Regions from separate parts of the Rattus norvegicus genome. Here region 2 is linked to region 1. The links are chromatin contacts, called in public Hi-C maps. All regions are on one chromosome and are shown on one strand. Each heading gives the region's core, a stretch centred on a gene start, on an enhancer-like site or on the middle of the called end of the contact. The rest is flanking DNA. Distances are from core to core; before and after follow the strand shown.

Evidence for each region. A called contact is a pair of places that touch in the nucleus more often than the background predicts.
Region 2: a Hi-C map of liver shows a contact between it and region 1, with 2.7 times the contacts expected there. The contact joins the promoter of Tfb1m here to the promoter of Scaf8 in region 1. A contact is called at or near these places in 3 of 12 Hi-C or Micro-C datasets (frontal cortex, kidney and liver) and 1 of 1 datasets of contacts at active chromatin or transcription factors (oligodendrocytes).

What each region holds. Positions count from the first base shown.
Region 1 is chr1:46,131,174-46,134,377 of GRCr8, reverse strand. Scaf8 (SR-related CTD-associated factor 8) reads right to left here and starts at 1,298. Exons shown (of 20, transcript NM_139094.1): 1 at 947-1,298. The coding sequence starts at 976.
Region 2 is chr1:46,565,649-46,568,767 of GRCr8, reverse strand. Tfb1m (transcription factor B1, mitochondrial) reads left to right here and starts at 1,820. Exons shown (of 7, transcript NM_181474.2): 1 at 1,820-1,972. The coding sequence starts at 1,840.

The DNA of each region.
Region 1 (3,204 bases), core at 49-2,548:
ACATCCACAAATACTATTTTAAAAACTCATGTGCTTAAGACATTAATAGTCTTATTACTGAGCATTAACACTCCCAAATCAAAAGTTCTGAAAACTATGCTAATTAGTTAGCATGCATTTAAATATGCATGCGTTTCTAAAAGGTACAAGATAACGCTGACCCTGTATTTGCTACATTTAATATCCGAATAGCTATTATTCCTTAAAAAGAAACTGTATGTTTTCAAAGCCTGTCTTCCAATCAGATCAGTAAATTCAGTAAACAGTAAAAAAATGGACACCTACATTAAAAAAAAAATCTGCTTAGCCTGACACGTGAATGAACCCGTGGCAAATGACTCTCCCAGCTTCTTTCCCCCCTTCTGGGTGCACAACGTCTCCCTAATATTCGTCTCTTTATCCCTAACAGATGATCAGAAGAGCAAGCAGAATTTTTTAAAAAGAAAAGGGAGGGAGAGATTGCAGAATGATGTTGCCTCCCTACCAACCATCCAATTAGCGAGGTCCCTGGCTGGCTGGCAAGTCACCTAGTCAACAGAACCTCAATAATAAACACTACGTGTAACGTGACCGCGGATCACCACCCCGTGGGTCCTCTCCAGGGCCTCGCATCCGTGTGTCAGCTTCCTCAGTCACCCGGGAGGACCTGCAGAGTGATGTCCTGCAACAGTTCAGACCCTGCAAGGCCACGGGCTGGGCGCGGGAGCGGGTGGGAGGGAAAGGCCTCTGTGGAACCCACCCGGGAGCGTGGCGCGGCCGCCTCGGGGACCGGCCCTCCCCTGGCCCTCCCTCAGGCCGGCCCGGGGAGGGGCGCGGGACGTTCCCCTCCCCCACGGCCGCCCAGCCACCGTCGCCCAACCCGGGGGAGCTGCGTGCGGCCCGCGCCCTTGCTCAGCACGCGAGCCCCGGGCCTGGCCTGGCGGGGAGGCCGGGTTGCGGTACGAACCTCGCTGTTGAAGGTCTTCACGGCCTCCATGTTGTCTGCGCAGAGGCCCGGGGCCCGGCGAAGGAAGAGGCGGCGGCTGGGCGCGTTGCGTGCGGAAGGGCGGGCGACGGGCCCAGGAGGCCGCGGAGCACGGCTAGCTGGAGACGCTCCTCAGCGCCCGTGAGGTCCCGGCATGGCCGCGGGGCGGGCGCAGCGAGCAGGACCGAGGCCGCCGGGGCGGGTCGGCGGCGGGGGAGGGGCTGGCGCGGCGCCTTCTCTGCTTCTCCGCCCCGCTCGGAAGCGGCCTCCACACTCAAGCTTCGGCCCCCTCCACTCTCCACCCCCTTCTCCTCCTTCCTCTTCCTCCCACGGGCTCCTGTGTCACCTCCCTGCCGCCTAGGCCGCGGGAACCTGCAACGCGCAGCGAAGACACAGGAGGAAGCGCTGACCGCGGCGGCTGCGGCATCCAATATGGCGGACGCGGTCGAGCCGCGCACTCAGAGTCGGCGGCGCCGGCCAGCGCGCCCCCTGGCGACCAGGCCGCGCGAGGCCTGCGGCCGCGCCATACCATCGAGACGGTACAGGCCAGAGAGGCCGGAGTCGCTGCGGCGGGAGAGGGGGACCCGGGCTCTGTGCTGCCCGCGTCCCCGGCTGCGGGAGTGAGCGCTGCGGCGCGGACAGAGGGACTCTCGGTGGCTGGTCCCGCCGGTGAGCGTTGCTCTGAGAAAAACCCAAAGTGCAGGGGAAAGACGGAATGGCGGAAACTACGGTGTCTCCGTTGCTGCTTCCCGGTGGGATGGCGCCTGCCGTGGAGGCGGGGTTGAAGTGCCTTTGAGAACTTTAGCGAGTATTGACTTAGATTCCTCGTCGCCACCGTGTGCCTTGGAGTCCTAGTGGCGGGGAGCAAACGCTGCACACAAAAGCTGGCTCGGGACGCGGGCAACCGCCGTCTGGGAAATGCGAGAGTGCGAGCCGGGCCTGGGCATCCCGGAGGCGGGAAGGAACCCATAACGCCCCCGTTTGGACGCGGAAATGCAACCCGTTTTGTTGTTGTTTGGGTTGTTTGTTTGTTTGTTTGTTTGTTTTTTAGGAAGCGGGTTATTCCCAAGGAATTTGGCCCCAAGTTATCGGAGCAGAGGATGATTGCGGATTTTAGGATCGAGACGTGCTACTACTGGTGAAGCCGCTTAGTGCTTGCTTGAAGTTAAACCGGGATCGGGGAACGATTGTTCTCAGTGAACGCACCCACACATACTACCACCCTTGTTGAAAGTCATTTGCCATCGCTCCTCCCCAAATTCATGCAAAACGAAAAGGGAGAGAAAAATGGGTTGCTTTAGATTAAAGTATTTCCTAAGAGCTAAGTCCAGAGCCCTGTGAAACAATCTTTAAGTCCGCTTCATTCACAGCTTTGCTCCTGGTGCTGGCTGTTTCGAGGGTAAAAATTAGGATGGGAAGCTTACATTTTTTTTTTCACCTGCTATCTCAAAACCAAGTCATCTCCACCTCCTCCAGCGCTCACAGGCCTAACCCTGATGATCCTGCTGTCTCTAGGACAGTAGCCAAAATGATCTACTTTAGACACACCCCTTGCTTAAACCCCCAGCAATACTTTTCCATTGCCCTTTAAATACATCCTTTGGGGGCTGGGGATTTAGCTCAGTGGTAGAGCGCTTACCTAGGAAGCACAAGGCCCTGGGTTTGGTCCCCAGCTCCGAAAAAAAGAACCAAAAAAAATAAATAAATAAATAAAAAAATAAATAAATACATCCTTTGGTCTTGCAGCAGTATGAAGGCACTGCTGCCTCTGCACATGCCACCTTCCACACAGTCCCTTGACAACAGAGAGCGAGCGTTTGCTCACCGGAGTGCCTTGTGCCAGTTCCCTTAGCTAGCTGCTGTTGATCATGGTTGGTTGCTTTCTCATAGCTGACCTTTCAAGAAGTCTGATGAAGTGATGCTAGGACTTGAGGCTCACATTCAGCCTTACTCAAGCCAGGCTGTCATAAGAATTCCTACTTTGGCCATATTCACTCAGTAACACAGAACAAAATGCAGTGTAAATCACCGAGCCCTAACAAGTTGACCTACTGTGCAATCTGATCTAGAAAGATTCCACATCCAGAGAAATACTAGAGGACTGTGAGGGGAAGGGGGCAGTCCATAGAAACAAAGCAAGGGGGAAGGAAAAACTTAGAAGAATCTAGAGTCTTGGCATCTGGACCATTTACAAGGTTTGTATGCAGCTAAACACACCTCCAGAATGTAAATGCCACTCA
Region 2 (3,119 bases), core at 571-3,070, 430 kb before region 1:
TGGTACTTGGATTTTAAGCATCAAATAGCCTTTCTCCGTTGACTTCCCTGCCTGATGAGCAGGCCTTCCCTTTATACTTTGAAGTGTGGGGAAGCTGCTTCTCGCCTTCAACAATATGTCGTCATAGAATCTACCCGGATCTGTATTGTAGCAACTGGTGAGAGAGTAAGTCCAAACCGCTCGGTTCTGAAGCCTGGTACATTTTTTAGTTGAGATTTTTTTAAAAAGAGTAACCCCTTTATGGTTCACTTCCCAACTACTTCTCTGTGTGCAGAGGAGAGATTGCAAAGCCTGCAGCATGAACCGACTTAGAAAGTCTAAAAAGAGGTCAGGATGCTGACCGTGCTAGTATTGCTTAAAAACATCAGCCACTGCACGTGCATTTAGACTACCGCTGGAGTCCGTGATCTTCCAGCTTTGCAAATCACATGGCCTCGCCAAGCTTCTTGATGCTGCTTTAAACGGAAGTGAGCAATATGTGTCCCATTTCGCAAGACTACCCCTGAGAGATTTAAAAGGGAATATGAAAGAAGAACTAATGGTATCAAAAACACTTCTCTAAGTTTAAAGTGCTCAACTCAAGAGACAAAAATTACAGCATATTTAAAGATCCAGAACGGCTTTCATTGACGATTCTAAACTTAGGCAGCCCTTTGAACTCTTCGAAAGAACTCTGGCCAGAAAATGGACAGGCATTGTTCAATGACAAGAAAAGAGAAATTATCCAGAGACCAGTTTAGTTGGTTATGGTTAGCTGTTTTGCTTTACTTGAGTCAGTTGGTCTCTTATTATTGGTTAAAGCTGGGGTGCTGTTAACCGGCTGGCACTCCGCCGCTTGCTCAAAAGTGTAAGTCCTAAACTCGGTTTTCAGCTGGCTTACCTTAAATGAGCCTATAGTTCTCTGTGGAACTAAGTTCTGAGGCATGCTATGGCTGGATGTAAGTTATCTTCAAGGAACTATGCCAAACCCAGACAAGAATAGTATGTGCCCCCTCCCCGACACACACACACACACACACACACACACACAATATAGGAGGGGAAAGGGAGTCATAAGTAAAAGAACTATCAGGAACAGGAAAGTAGAGAGGGGAACAATTGACCGTAATAACCAGAGTAAATATGATCATAGTATGTTATGTGCATGTTTGGGAAAAGTCACAAACAATACCTCTGTAAAATCAACATACGCTAATTTTTTAAAAAGGGAGGTTTCTCCTCAGCTGGATACATTTTGATTGCTCAGGAGGGTCTGCTCTCTGCACAAACCCCAGTAAGATCCGGCACCTCCTATAAAAACTTCTTCAGGTGCCAAATCATTGCCGCGGTAACTTGCGGCTGCTGACAGCAAGCTGACCTTACGCCACAACCATGCACAGGGTGACCGCTTTCATATGGCGCTCACAACTTTGAACTACTTAACAGAACAAAACAGTGCAGCTGAGAGAAGTAACGAACGCAAGGAAATAAAAAATAACTAGCCTAGGGCGGGAGAGTGGGGGGGCGGGCGGAACCTAGCTACAAACAGCAAGCAGCCAATCATCATCTTTCCTGCTACCGATCAAAAGTCAAATCTTTGGAATGTCAAAGGCCTGGGGAGCCTCCCAGAGGCGGGGTTACAAAGACCACGCCTCTCCTAGACTCCGCCTCCTCCCAGCCTGCACTGCTTTCGACCTGACGTGATCCTGCGCTCCCAGCACATACGGACTTCCTGTCTTCTTCGTCATTTCCGGCAAGTTTCTCTACCCAATAAAGTGGCCTCAGAGGCGGGCAATCGTCTCCAAAGCCCCGCCTCCTGCACGCCATAGAAAATTCCTGCCGCGTGTGTATGTAGGTCTCATGGCTGCCTCGGGAAAGCTCGGCACTTTCCGCCTCCCCCCGTTACCCACCATTCGAGAAATCATTAAGTTGTTCGGACTGCGAGCGGCGAAGCAGCTTTCCCAGAATTTCCTCCTGGACTTGAGGCTGACAGGTGGCTGAGTCGTCAGTTCTCCCGGGTGGGCGCGGGCGGGTGATGGAGCCGGGCGGGACCGGCAGCTGTCAGTCCAGCTCTGCTCCTCAGGTCCTGCTGGCGGGCTGAGGCGACGCTCTGTGGTGGACCGCTCTGTCCGCCCGAGTTGCTTCCCGCGCACTTCAGGATGAGCGGGATTTGAATTAGTGCGGTTTTCCTCTTCACCCTGTTCCCAGTAATCTCGTCTGTAAATCTCAGCACTCGCGGAGCAGAGACCGGAGGACTGCCGCCAGTTAGAGACAGAGAGACTCTTATTTCAAAAACGAATCCAAAATAGTACGTAGGATAAACAGTCACTTAAATCTAGGAATCTCTCTAGGGAATGGAGATTCGCTCTGTAACTTCATTCATAACCAGACGGTGCCTACAGCTACCTTGTGCCCATGTTGGGACTGTGTGTGATATGGAAGCAACAGCCTTGAGTTTGCAGTTAATAAGTTGACATCCTCTGGCTTCTTTAAAAATAACTTTGATGCGGTTAAATTTATATAAGATGCAGGTCACCAGTTTGACACCCACGTTTTGATGAGTTTACATAGGTGTCTGTTGGTCTCATTACCACCAACGTGTTAGAGATGCTCTCCATGGAGAATAATGTCTGCTGCAAATGCAGGCACTAGTGGACTGTTGGGAATACTTAGGACTTTAGCCCCTCCCCTTAAATTAAAAGGGGCAGTGTGTCACACACACACATTCTCCTTCAAAATCAGTTTTGATTACATGGACCACAAAACATAAGTTATTTTTATTTCTTGGTTTTGGAGCCTTTATTCTACCCGTAGCAGTATTAATTTGGGTTAAACAGTTAACTCCACTCAAGTTTTCTCATCTTTTGATAGAAAGGCCTACAAGAACCTTAAGATACCTACTTCTAGATTCTTTGGTTTTAGCACCCTCTGCTGAAATGCAGTCTCTGTGTCTAAGGCTAGCCTCAAACTCACTATAGGAGATGTCATTGAATGTCTGACCCTCTCTCGTGCCTTCTCCCAAGTGCTGAAATTCTAAGCATATACCACCATGCTGTTACTGATTGCCGAGTATGGAACCCAGCACTTCATGCATGTTAGGCAAACATTCATCAATTAATTGAATTACATCACCAGCCATT